Regions from separate parts of the Mus musculus genome. Here region 2 is linked to region 1. Evidence: chromatin contacts called from public HiCAR-type data. All regions are on one chromosome and are shown on one strand. Each heading gives the region's core, a stretch centred on a gene start, on an enhancer-like site or on the middle of the called end of the contact. The rest is flanking DNA. Distances are from core to core; before and after follow the strand shown. Region 1 holds the start of Nkx1-1 (NK1 homeobox 1). Region 2 has its middle 44 kb from the start of Fam53a.

Region 1 (6,715 bases), core at 1,904-4,403:
CGGGCAGCCCCGCGCCGGGCCCCGCTCCCGGGCCGGGGCCCCCGCCGCCGCCGGTCGGCGCGCTGGTGTCAGCGCCTGGGTTTTGCTTCTTCCACTTGGTTCGGCGGTTCTGGAACCAGATCTTCACCTGCGTCTCGGTGAGGCTCAGCGACAGCGCCAGGTTGAGGCGCTCGCACACCGACAGGTAGCGAGTGGCCTTAAACTTGTTCTCCAGCGCCACGAGCTGCTCGTAGGTGAAGGCGGTGCGCGCACGCCTCGGCTTCCCGGACTTCGAGTCCGAGCCCGTGCGCTTCCGCTTGGGCTTGGTGGTCACGGCGGCGCCCTGCGGGGTACTCCCCGCGCTCCCCGCTCCCGTAGCAGTTGCAGGCGGGCCCGGGGCTCCGGGCGAGTTCCCACGGGGCCCTGGGGCCGCAGTATCGTCCACAGGGGAAGCCTCGACCTCGGCCGCTCCGGGGCAGCCCGACCCGCGGGCCCCGAGACCGCCGCTGCCTCCCCGAGGCTCCTCCGTGCCCTGAGCATCCTGCACCTCGGGCGCTTCTTCCTCGTCCTCGTCCTCCGGCGCTTCATCCTCGCTGTCCGCGGTCGGGCTGCGACCGCTGCCGCTGCTGTAGCCGTTGGCCTCGGCCTCGTCCGCCCTGTAAGAGTCCCCAGCACCTGCGGGCGGCGAAAAGGAAGAGAACAGAGGGTCAGGCCCGCTGCCAGCCGCCCTGCCCGCTCCGCCCCAGGAGAGATTCTCTTTTAACTGTTGTGTTTCTCCTCTTCCTCGTTTGCCCCCTCACCAAAGATTTTCTTTTTCTTCCTCCTTGCCACAGTTCCTCCTTGATTGCTTGCATTTCCTCTCTGCCTTCCTTCGGAAGGACCCACTCCGTGTCGAGCTGCTTTGCTGCCCCATCCGCAGTCCTGGCCTTGGCCTTTAGGGCTGCGGTGCGCGGGCGGCCCTCGGAGTGTACAGCGGAGAAAGAGCTCCGATCGATTCACGGGGCAGATACAAACTTAATTAAACTCATTTTGTGTAATGTACAAACTAGTTAAAGTCCATTTAATTTATTTGGGCGTATATTACCTTCCAATTACAGCGGGCGCGGGGCCAGCCAATTACCGCACAGTTAATAGCTGGAGGGGCGCGAGGCCTGGGGTGGGGTCGGCCGGCTGTGAGGAGGCCACTTCTGAAAACCAAAATCGGTCGTCTGGGAGCTGTCCCTACCTCAGGCTTCAGGCCCTGAAAACTAGGCGTCGCAAAGTGCTGACTTCCCTGCGGACCTCTGGGGCCCACCAACCAGCTCCCCAGCGACTCTGTCTTAAGCGGGCTCCAGCTTCCCGTGGGCTGGTTGAGTTTGGAGGCTGGGAAAGCGTATTGTGAACCTCTAAGCAGGGCCCTGGGAGGGAGTATGAGCGCTAATCCCGCTGCATCCAGAGAGATGCTGCCGCCATGACTGCATTTTGCCTCTGAAATTTTGCAAGGCTGTCTGTCTGCTCTGCAGGAATCTGAGGACCTTTCATGCCCCTCACCCACAGGTGGTCTTTAAATGCCAGAGGAGGCCTCCACGTTTTCCGACCCAGGGCCGGTGTTCAGCTCTCAGATCGAGTTGACGCTGACATACTGGAGCATAAAATCGCAACTCGAAAATAACCCAGCTCAAATGACCCAGGTCGCATGAAGAGTGCGGGTGTCCTGTCCTCAACTCCCAGGTCTTAGCAGGACAACTATTCCCTCAGGCGACACGTAGCCAGTCATCCCTGCCCCAGCCCTGCCTGGCTGCCCTCTCCCAACTGTGCAGCGCTCGCTCCCTCCCTACACAGCTCCAGCAGGCAGCCGCGAGTTCCTCGTAGACCAACCCCTTGGCGGAGAGAGGGGTCCAACTGCAGCCTGCATGGCCTGCCCTTCCTCTCTCTAGGAACGGAAGGTCAATGCAACCGCGTTGGTAGAGCTGGCGGCCCCAGTCCAGTTCTCCCTGAGCGTTCTGGTCCATGAGAGGCGCAGGGGCCAAGAAGTTAGAGGAGGACGGGGGAGGGGCACAAAAAGCAATCAGGAGCTGGTCGAATGCAATTCGCGATCAATAGCGGCCCCTAATAAGTGTAATAGGTTTTAATCGAGTAATTATCCGAATTTTGACCCTATAATTTAGATGTTCGGGGGGAGTTTGCAAGGTGCTTGAAAGAGATATGCATGCGCCGTAATGGGATATCGACCGCAAAGGGGGCGCGGGCCGCCCCATTACCGGCCGCTTTCCGCCGCTAAGCACATTTCCCTTTAACTGTAATCGAAGGGATTTAATTGTTTTTCCAGAGATAACCAGCGTTTTGTCACAATTAGTCTGATTTGTCCAAAGGGGGAGGGCCGGGAAGGCCACGGTGGGGGTGGGTAAGTCACCAAGTCAGTCGCCGCATGTCCCTTTGCCTCCAGCACCAACTACCCTCCAACACCAAAGATTGACTAGATGAATCCTGGACCGTAGTCGCAACCCCAAGGCCCCAGATTTGGCCCAACAGAACCTTTCCAGAAGCGTGCAGCAGTGAGGGCCCTAGAGTCCGGGTCGGGAGGAGGCCACGGATGCTTGGGGCGGACCCCGCGCTCTGCGAACTTTCCACAGAGCCCGGCGGCGCTTGGGTCAGGCCCAGCTCGCCGGGAGCATAAACATTCCGGAGCAGTCGGTGTCCTCGCCCCTATCACCAACCCCTTATACTCACTTGTAGGCTCAGCTCCCGCGGCCGCTGCGACTCCTGTGGCGGCGGAGAGGGCTCGGCGTTCTAGCTCTGCGCGCGGCGAACGTCCGGAGGCAGCGGGGACCGCGACGCACGCGGCCGGGGCGCATGGGGCACACGTAGCGGGCACCACAGGGCCCAGTAGCACGCAGCGGCGTCTCCTACTGTTGAACTTGTTGGGATCTAGGATGTCCAACACGGAGAAGGAGGTGGGGCGCGGGGGCGCGGCGGGCCGGGCCGCTCCAGCCCCCTCTGGCACCGCGGGAACAGTGTCGCTGGCCGCGAGCGGTGGCACTCCAGCCCGGGGAAAGATGGGCAGCTCAGCTCGTCCGTCCATAGTGTCCCGAGCTGTAGCCGCAGGAGCCGGCGGTGCGGGCCCCGAGCCGGGCCCGGGCGGTGGCGGTGGCAGCGCGGGGACGTCCCCGGGTGCCGCCGGGCCGCTGGTACTCATGCGGGCCTCGGGCCGCTCAGGCGGCTCGGGCCCCCGCTACCTACTGGGATCCCATCCCTGCGCCCCGCAAAATCAGCCTCAGCCCAGCTGTTCCCGCTCTGCTGGTGCTGCCTGGCCTTGCCTCCGCCACCGCTTCAGGCGCCCGCCGCGCCGGGCCAGTGCATTTATGGCGGCCCCGCCGGAGGCGCCCACGCGCCCACACGCCGCACACACGTGCGCCCGCAGGCGGCCGCAGGGTTCCGCTTCCCTCGTTAGCGCTCACGCCTAATTGGCTGCGAACGGTCCCAAGCGGAGTAGGCGGGCCCGGTACGGGACTCACGGACTGAGCCGCAGAGACGGACAGACAGACGCCCTGCCCGGAGCCAGAGCACAGTCCACTGGAGGCTGGGGTGCTCAGCACCGTGCCGCTGCGCCTCCGCGGGGCTGGAAACTGCGTGCCCGCCTCCTTGGCGAAGGGGGAGGAGACAGTCGCCTTTTAAATAATTGCGGGATCAGTTGGCTGTGGAGGGCTGCAGAGGCCCCAGGACGTGGGAACCCACGCGCCCCGAGTTGGCCTGGACATCCCAGCTCAGGGTACCGCTAAGGCAGGTCTCTCCTGCTGCCGTGGCACGCGGGGTTCTGGGCTATCCTGGCACCAGGGGCTCTCGCGCCTTCCGCTGCTAGGACGGAAAGGGAGAGAGGGGTTCTTGCGGGTTCTGAGTCTCTCCAGGGTCTTCAGCCCCTTGTGGGGCGTGTTCCCAGAGTTTCGGTTTCCGCTGCCCTCGATTGCTGTTTTTCCGCGTCTGGAGCAATCTGGTCAGAATCTCTGTCCCTCCATCCTCACTGGCTTTGACTCCCGCCCCCTTGGCTGGATCAAATTAGGGACGACTCGAAATCCCCCGCAAGAGGCGGGGCTGGCGCCCGCGAGTGACGCTCATTAGAAGTGGAATCGAAATGAGTAGGGCTAGACGGCCGTCCTAGTCCCCGCCCCCCCCCCAAAGGGTGACCGAAAAATCGCACAAATAGCAGGTGGCCTACATAAAGATCGATACCCTTCATGTAACGGGAAAATATGTGTTTCTTCCAGAAATAATACGGAAACTGTCCTCTTCCCCATCCCTAACAAATCAGAAGGGCCGTTTGAGGCCTGAGCGTTTGTGCACCGTCTTGTCCAGTCTGGAGATTTACAGGACAGTCTCGGCGGACGACCTCGGAAGGTCGAGCCCGGCTTTGGAGGATGAGGGTCAGGTAGCCGATGCTTCGCTTCCTAGTTTTCCTCCTCCTCTCGCTCAGGCCAATGAGCTGACCCGCCTCTGAAGGACCCAGGTGGGACCCGGCGATGGAACTGGCGTGCCCAGAGTGTGAGTGTGTGCGCCTACGACGTGTGCTCCAGCGGGTATGCATTCCTCCTCCCACTACGGTCCCGAGAGCCTGCTCTGCACAAGGACGGTCCTTTGCAATTACCGCGGGCAATGATCCTTCGGAAGCAGAAATTAAAAGTTAGGAGAAATAATGGGGGACCGATCGCCTGTAATTTGGGCCAAGCTCGGACATGCTGAGCCTCTGGGAGGCTGGGACAGGAGGCAGAAGGAGGGGGGCAGGGCTCTCCTCCCCTCAGTTTCTTCCCTGCCCCCTCCCACCCTCACCGCGCTGGTCCATCCTGAGATTCTAATCAGACCCACAACACTGTGTCCTTCCTTGCCAGGACCTGATTATTCTTTATCTTTAAATTATAAATCACCTCTGGGGAAGGAGGGTGGGTAATCTCTCATCACAGTGAGGTAATTATCTTCTTCCCGCCCCCATCTTGGTCTTTGCTCCCTTCCTCTTCTCAACTGAGTTTGAATATAGATGTACACGCCCCATTCTCTTACAAACACACACACACACACACACACACAGAGAGAGAGAGAGAGAGAGAGAGAGAGAGAGAGAGAGAGAGAGAGAGAGAGTCACACTCATTCAGAAGCCGCCAACACACAAGCAGGAATTCATTCATGAGCACCCACACCCAGTCAGAAGGTGGCTCAAAAGGGCAGTGCGCTGCACCCCGTCACCCCTCCCCCATCTGCTCCTCCTTCCACTTCCTGTCTCTTTTAAGTCCTTTGGTGAGGACTGCACACAGACCGGCTGCCAAGTCCCCATCTTCTTTGCTTCCCCAGGAAGCAGAGCCACTGGGTGCAGAAGGGAGCTTCTTTTGGGAGGGGAGGGCAGGGGAGGACAGGCCTCATGTGCAGAGCTGGCTCTGGGTAGTGGAGACTCTGGGACATCCCTACAAGCACCCACACCCCCCCACACACCCCCCCACACACACATTTGTCACTAGCACAAGTCAGCAGAGGGGTGAATGTTGGCAAACATTTAACAGCAGCTGCAGCACCCACACCTTACTGGGTTGGAGCTGGCCTGGCTGCACTCTCAGCCATGACACCTGCCTGTGAGGAAGTACAATGACCTGTGTAGCCCTTTCTGTGCAGCCTTCCTTCAGGACAAGCAAATGCAAGCAAAGTGGTGTTTCCTAGAACGTGAGTTGTAGACTGCAGCTAAGACACAGACAATGTAATACAACGTGTTAACAGAGGATATGAAGTGAGATAAAGTAACACGTTATAGAAAAACAGGCAACTGGATGTTGGGTTTTGTTGTTGTCATTGTTGTTGTTTTTCACCGAAACTCACACTTGGCCCTGCCGAATGACCTGCCTGCTGATGGGTAGGGGACTGGTCAGAGCTGGGCAGAATGCAGAGAAAGCACCTTGGCTGTCTAGAAGTTTGTATGCCCCTGGTTTACTTCCCCTGCCCTTCCTGCCCCTCAATATTCTGACATGAGCTGTAGCAGGCAGAGTAATGAACAGCCAAGCTTACAGCCAACTCTGAGGAGTAAGGTGAGCCCAAGGGTCCTCTGGAGCTGAATAGGGCCACCGCTTCTCTTCTTCCTTTGGTCTGGGACAATGCTGTGTGGACATAGCTCACTGAGAGACTGAGACAACTTCTTCCTCTGTTCCCACCCTGCCTCTGAGGAACAACCAAGTCAGAGGGTTGCCCGATGCCCCTCCTCCTCGCCCAGAACTCTAAACAACAGCCCTCTTTCAGCCTCAACCAGACTGTCTAGGGCTATAAGGACGTCCTTTAGCTCCTAATCACAATTGATTGTCAATTAGACCCTCATCTGTGCAATCTCTGCCCATCTGCCATCTCAGGTTATCTCCAACCTACCAGCTTCACTTGTGGGGCCTCAGGTGGGCACTGACAGGTGAAATCCCAGCCTCGAGTGAAGATGGCTCTGCTTGTGCAGGATAGGAAACATCCCCTTTCCTGCTGAGCCCCCACCGTGGCAGGTCAGTCAGGGTGATAAGTCATGTTGGACTGGGGTATCGAGGCAGGAACAGATGTGGCAAGGGTGAGAGTATGACCAGGGGACTTGTGACCAGAGGTCTGAGAAGTAGGCCTAGCAAAAGGAGGGCGTAAGCTGACTTTCTCAGCTTCCTTACCCCTGATTTGTTCATTTTGAAATTCTGAAAGAGGCAAGAGAAGGAACCCCCAGCCTCTCTTGTTAACTCACCTTGGATAATGACTTGTCTCC
Region 2 (6,670 bases), core at 57-2,556, 150 kb after region 1:
CAAGCACTGTGAGGTGTTAAGTCCAAAGGCAGCAGCCTTCCCTGCAGAGGAGACTTCCAGGCCACGAGTAAGGCACTGTGGTTGTGTAGTGCTTATTTCTAGACACCAGCCTCACAAAAAGAATCAGGGGCAAAAATTAGAGATTTGGAAAACCTGCACTTTGGTCAGTATATGTAGAAGTTGGACTAAGGAAAGCCTAGTTGCCTTTTTTTTTTTTTTTTCATAAGAAAGGAGTCTAGCATGGCTGTCCTCTGAGAGGCTCCACCCAGCAGCTGACTCAGACAGATACAGACATTCAAAGTCAAACAGTGGATGGGGCTTGGGACTCTTACAGAAGGATAGAGGGAAGAATTGCAGACCCAAAAGGAGATATGAACTCCACAGGAAGACCAACAAAGTCAACTGACTTGAGGGGGCTCTCAGAGACGGATACACCAACCAAAGAACATACATGGGCTGGACCTAGGCCTCCCCACACATAGGTAGCAGATGTGCAGCTTGGTCTTCATGTGGGTCTGGAACAACTGAAGTAGGGGCTATCACAAAAAAAGCGGGGCTATCTATTGCCTGTCTGTGGGATATGTTCTAGCTGGGCTGCCTTGTCTGGCCTCAGTGGGAGAGGATTCTCCTAGCCCAGCAGAGATGTGATCTGCCAGGGTTGGGGGAGGTTAAGGGGGGGCACCCACTCAGAGGAGAAAGAGGGAGAAAGATTGTGGGAGGGGGTGACCTGGAGGGAGGCAGTGAGCAGGGTGTAAAGTGAATTTAAAAAGTAATTTAAAAGGGCTAGAGAGATGGCTCAGAGGTTAAGAGCACTGACTGCTCTTCCAAAGGTCCTAAGTTCAAATCCCAGCAACCACATGGTGGCTCACAACCATCTGTAATGAGATCTGACACCCTCTTCTGGTATGTCTGAAGACAGCTACAGTGTACTTACATATAACAATAAATAAATCTTTTTTAAAAATGACCAAAAAAGTAATTTTTGAAAAGAAAAGAAAAGAAAAGAAAAGAAGCCAAGAGTTAGTATAGACCCTGTAGCTCAGCATAGAACGCATGCTTAGCATCCCTGAGGCTCTATGTTCAATTCTCAGCATGGGGATGGGGAGGGGCCAAAAATTTTGCTTCAGGGCAACAGGAAAGATGCCTTGAAGGAATCCCAGGAACCAGGTAGAGATCTACTGCAGGCTCCAGTACAGCCTGTCACACAGGGCTGCCTAAGAAGTGTCTTCCCAGGTTCAGCCATGCAGGCACTTCGAAATCACTAAAGCTATGGGGTCTAAGAGGGCCCAGCTAAGGGTCAGGCTGACGACAGACCCTGACATCACTCACAGGATGCCGGTTCTGTGTGCACGCAGACTGTAGGGGTTACTGGGTCATGGAGGTAATCAAGACAATAGGCTCCAGACACGCCCACAGATCAGAGGGCTAAGAACGGAGGGCACAGAGTGGTATGGGGGTCTGCACATACAGTCAATTATATGTGACAAGACATTAATGCTCTTTAATGGAGTGAGGAAGGATTCTCCCAAGAACAGCGCTGCCACAATCAGTTAACAGCCTGCAGAGAATGACTTTCCACAGGAACCAACCACACAGGAACTCAGACCTCACTCCAAAAGCTGATAATGTGACCCTTCTAGAAAATTCTCACGATTTCTTCATGGTTCTGGGCCATTCACTGACTTGGTGGGCATCTTGAGTCTGGGGCACACAGTGGGCTGCTGCTGTCTGTCCTTGCTTACATACCACGTCCCACAGCTCTCTGCTGCTGGCACTGCACCATCTGAGTGAAGTGTGGAAATGTCCCTTTGTCACTGTCCTTTTGCCTGCCTTACTCAGCCTCTGTCAGGAGTTCTGTGAAACTCGTCCGGTTTGTGCCTCAAGGCTCACTCATGCAGGTTCTAGATTGTTCCCAGAGATGAAGAGCTCTCAGCAATCTCTGGCTGCTCTGTCCAGAGCCGCTTCTCTTCTCATTCACATTTCTTTGGTCACTCTTCTGGAGTGGTCTGTCAGTGACCAACCCCTAGCTTTCTGTTACCTGGGATCATCTTGATATTCTGAAAGATAGCATCATGGAGCGTCAGCATCCTGTGTAGATATAGACCCTTGCCTGCAGACATGCCCCTCCTTCAGCATCGGAAACAGCAGATCCTCGCACAGGTCAAAGGTGGAAGCACTGGAAAGTTCTCAGCACACAACCGGTGTCACCTCGCCAGGGAAAGGGCAAACCCTCAGCGAAAGCTGACACCGGAAGCATCTGCCTGGCATGGAGAGGCCCAGTGAGCAAATGGATGGGGCACTGAGAAGGTAGAGGCCTGAGCTACGCACCAACAAGACATGTGGGAAAACTGTCACACGAATTCCTTGGAAAGAAGTGAGGGCAAGCAAAGTCCTGAGAGTAGGTGGCAGAAGTGGGTCAGCCATCACCTTTGAGTGACAAACAGGGCAGCTGGGACCCTAGTAAGGAGTTAGCTGGAACTGAGCCAGGGCCTCAAAGGGCTGGCACTGAACAAGCAGGCATGAAGGATGCTCCTCCTGACACAGGCCGGTGGGCAAAGAGCAGTCAAGCTCCAGGGGAAACCAGCCTAGGGAAATTCTGTGCCCTGGATGCCATGAGGGGAGAATGAGACCAGATCCCCTGGTCATAGAACTCCAGGTCCCCTGGTACTCCGCTTTGTCTGGGTTATGAGCTGGGGCCTTACGGTAATGAGTAGTAGGCTGGAGTATGATCATGCTGTGAGCCTGGCATGATCTTGGCCATGGAGCTGTAGAATATAAAGACTGGCTCTTCCCTGGCCAGCAGCTTCCTACTGACCTAAGTCGAGTGCCTTGGACTTGACCCACAGTGGTGAGCCCTGAGCAACAGCATGATAGCCCTTAAACAGATACTATAAAGGGATGGAGACATCTGTGAAACACCAGACATTCAGAATGGGGCTGAAAGCAAGAAGGGGGCACCCAAACAGACCAGGGTCCCCCTGGGCAGCAGGGCTGAGGCTAGGCACACTCATGTGCTCTCTTCCAGTTCCAGCACCTTCTTACAACAAGTAGCTCATTGACATCAACATTGGCTGCAGCTGCCAATATAGGCAAGAGGTCACCATTGCACCCTGTGTGGGTCAGGGCAGCGGGAAGAGGCCTGTAGTGATGTGCAGGGGGAAGGTGGGGCAGGACCCAGAGTTCTACAGGATCAGCCCACACCAATGGCCTACCCTCTTTCCTTTCTTGTCCATCCGGGAACCATGGGAATTAGGGTGGATGGTGAATTGGGGGTCCTAACTAGGACAAACTCAGACAGATAGATAATAGGTCTGGGCAGAAGAGCAGAGAGGAAAGAAACCTCCACACTAATGCTGCCTCCTGGATTAGCTCCACTCCCTCTGAGCCATAACCATTTGGCTCTCCTCTCTTGTCTCAATGGCTCCACACTAATGTGTTATTAAGTGCCTTCTTGTTTCCATAACAAACCTTTTCTGTGTGTGTTCAATAGCTGGTATTGAGTGAAATGACTCTCTTTCTATAAGATATTCCCCAGGGCCCGCCTCAGGCCTCTCCTCTCACCTTGTTGGTGATTCTAGATATGAGATCTCAGGGATGTTTCCTCACAGAGTGGGATCCTTGGTGTTGTACAGGCTCACTCACACACAACCAACAACAGTAACACTGCCACCACCAATAAACCATCACGACACACCAGCATCCTTACCAATATCCTAACAAACAACAGCCCCACAATAACATTAACAACACACCCCCATCGATAATAGCACACCACACCACCATCACCACCAATAACACTAGCAATGCTAACACCTCCAGCAACCACAACAGGCCAGTGTTCCCACCAGGACGACTAACACCCACCCTCAATACCAATATCACTAACAACCAGAACATACTGCCATCAATATCACCACCAAAGCAGTGCCAATCCATCAACAACAGAACAATGCTAACTAAAACATCATCAACTCTATCACCCACACGCAACATACCAGCCACTGGGCATACCAAAGGTCCTGCAGATGCCTTGCCATCATGGAAACCTTGGGGATAACTACATCACTGGAGGCAACACTGCCCGTCACTGTGTCCCCCATATGGGAAATGGGTTCCAAACCCTGACAGGTGCCTTAGACCATGGATACACAAGCCCTGTATCCACAGAGATACAGAAATGGCTGACTCTGATAACAGGTGGTTACTAGGCAACCACGGGATGGCACAAGTGTTGTGGACATGGCAGGCAGAGGGTGAGAGGGCACGAGATTGTGCACAATCCCATCATGCCACTAGGCATGGGTCACAATTTAAATTAGGAATCGGCATTTCTGGTGTAATATTTTTTTCGGATGAAAGGCAACTTCAATTGCCACATCCTGCGTGGACTGGTCCTGGAGACCTGACTGAGGTGATGCAGGGATGAAGAGCAGACAGGCACACAGACACATGCACAGAAAAACTGGGATCTGGTGAGTTGCGTGCTCTCTGATAGAGATACAGTATCAAAAGTGTAACAACTGGGAAACTGGATGAGTTTACACCTCTGAATAGAGGAGTTGGGCTTGTTGTATACAGCTGAACAAGGAGGCATGTTTGGTTGATCTCTGAGGGGATTTCTGTAGTGGAGCAGCTCCAGGCTGCCATCATCCCAGAGGAGGAAGCGGTGGTTGGTGGTTCCTGCACACACCATCAACATTCCCATTCAGACAAGAGGAAGGCTTTGCCTCTCCCTGAACATCACCCAGGAAAGCTTGCCATGCCCCTGGATCCAAGACACTGCAGTTCTTGGCAAGACCCTGCCTGTGTCAAACAATCCACATTCTCTCAGGACCTCATTCACTCACCATGCTCAGGTAAGTGAGACCAGAAATGCAGAGCAGAAGACAAATGACAGACAGATCCCTGCTGGACACAGGTACCTCCCTGCCCAGTTCCTGTTCAGTTAGTAGGTCAGCCATGTGACCGAGTTCACATTGGAAGGGGCAGACACAAGGACAAAGGAGTTCCAACCCCAGGAGCAACTACATCTAGAACTGGATTTACCTCCATCGGCCAGTGCCTCCTGTGACCATGCAGCCAGAGCAGGAGGGATGTACAGAGCGGGGGCTCAGTGTGCATAATACAGGGGCTGAGTGTGCCCAGTGCAGGGGCTGAGTGTGCCCAGAGCAGGGGCTGAGTGTGCCCAGAGCAGGGGCTGAGTGTGCACAGAGCAGGGGCTGAGTGTGCACAGAGCAGGGGCTGAGTGTGCACAGAGCAGGACCTGAGTGTGCCAAGTGCAGGGGCTGAGTGTTCATAGAGCAGTGACTGAGTGTGCACGGAGCAGGGGCTGAGCGTGCACAGAGCCAGGGCTGTATGCTTTGCCAAACCAGCCATTATCCTCATCCAAAACCAAGCAGTAGGCATCGTGTTCGCACTATTGTAGCGATGGGTAACAAAGCACTGGTACCATAGTTAATAGCCACAGCGGTGTAGGTGCACAGCGGGTCACATGACATTTTGCCATCAGTCCCCATGCTGGGCAGTAGGAGTGAAGCTGGTCCAGCTGCCTACCTGGTGTGACAGGACTTGGAGCATTTTCCTCAGGACATGGCAGACAATGTCACACTGTCCCTGCTGCCATCACTGACAGGTGCCCTTCGGCCGTGGGCTTTCCTGGCTCTGCCTTCCACAGAGGGGGGTGCACTGAATGAACAGTGGCTGTGAGGCTGAGAGCCAGGGTTGCAACTGTGCCATACATAACAGGGCAGGGTCACAGGGCTAGGCAGCTTTGGGGTCTACGTGGCTGCCTACCCTGAGACTGGCCATCTCCCCCAGAGGCCTGGCCCACTCCTCTAGTGTGGTGGCGGCTGCACGGTGACCTTGTAGTAACCCAAGTGCCATCCGTCAGCAGCCGGCCGCCAGCCTCCGGAACGCCACCGCAGCTCATCTGAATTCAAATTACCCTGGGAGCTACACGCTGGTGCCAGCCATAACTCAGTACGAGGAGGAGCATGGCCGCCCCTAGATTGGACATCACCATACATTCCTGGGGCGTCGGACAGGGCTACTAATGAAAATATCAATCAAAAACTCGGCTGACTTAATGGTCAATTTAAATTAATTAATTGGAGAGGAGAAAAAAAAAAGTTGAGGAGGACAGCGCTGCTGGGCTCTGTCTCCAGTGGTAGTGAGACGCACTGGAACTGGCTAAGCACAGTCCCTAGGCAGGACAGATGCTCCATCCCAAGGAACCCACAAGGCATGTCCAAGGGTCCAGGTGCTAGCATTGCTGGGGAAGGGGTTCAGAGCCAGGACTTCCTGTCTCCGTGGCTCCTGTCCAGTTGTGAGCAGCCTGGATTTTGCAGTTTGCAGGGGTAGCCAGTGGACTCCTGCCAGGCCCCTCCCATCACCAAAGAACAGAAAAGCCCGTGCCCAGCAAGACTGGGGCCAGCTGGCACCATGAGCACTGGACAGTGCCCCTGGCCCCTCCTCCTGATGCCTGGTCAATTCTCTGTACCCTGTCTCTTCATCTAGAATAAGATGCCACATCACTGCCAGGACACTGCTGGCCGAGGGCTTACCAGGTGTTCTGGGTCAGTCCGCAAACGTTCTTCTACATATGAAGGAAGATAAATCTCCAAAAGACTGGCCCAGGGTTGCAAAGACACCAGAGTCTCGGCTGTATGGT

What was found. HiCAR-type assays count read pairs that join an accessible place to other places.
Region 2: a HiCAR-type map of embryonic stem cells shows a contact between it and region 1, with 6 times the contacts expected there. The contact joins the enhancer-like site here to the promoter of Nkx1-1 in region 1. A contact is called at or near these places in 10 of 39 promoter capture datasets (the 3T3-L1 cell line, 3T3-L1-derived adipocytes, cranial neural crest and 5 more), 2 of 15 datasets of contacts at CTCF or cohesin (embryonic stem cells and large pre-B cells), 17 of 484 Hi-C or Micro-C datasets (the AML12 cell line, the G1E-ER4 cell line, the HL-1 cell line and 9 more), 15 of 115 datasets of contacts at active chromatin or transcription factors (craniofacial prominence, embryonic basal ganglia, embryonic forebrain and 6 more) and 3 of 9 other capture datasets (adipose tissue, embryonic stem cells and liver).

The regions. Positions count from the first base shown.
Region 1 is chr5:33,430,937-33,437,651 of GRCm38.p6, forward strand. Nkx1-1 (NK1 homeobox 1) reads right to left here and starts at 3,154. Exons shown (of 2, transcript NM_011320.1): 1 at 2,689-3,154; 2 at 1-654. The coding sequence starts at 3,154.
Region 2 is chr5:33,581,890-33,588,559 of GRCm38.p6, forward strand. No RefSeq gene overlaps it. Among named protein-coding and RNA genes, the nearest start is that of Fam53a, 44 kb to the right of the region's middle. Within about 2 kb of position 1,307, at least 2 of the 459 cell types and tissues checked have an H3K27ac peak or open chromatin away from gene starts, as enhancers often do.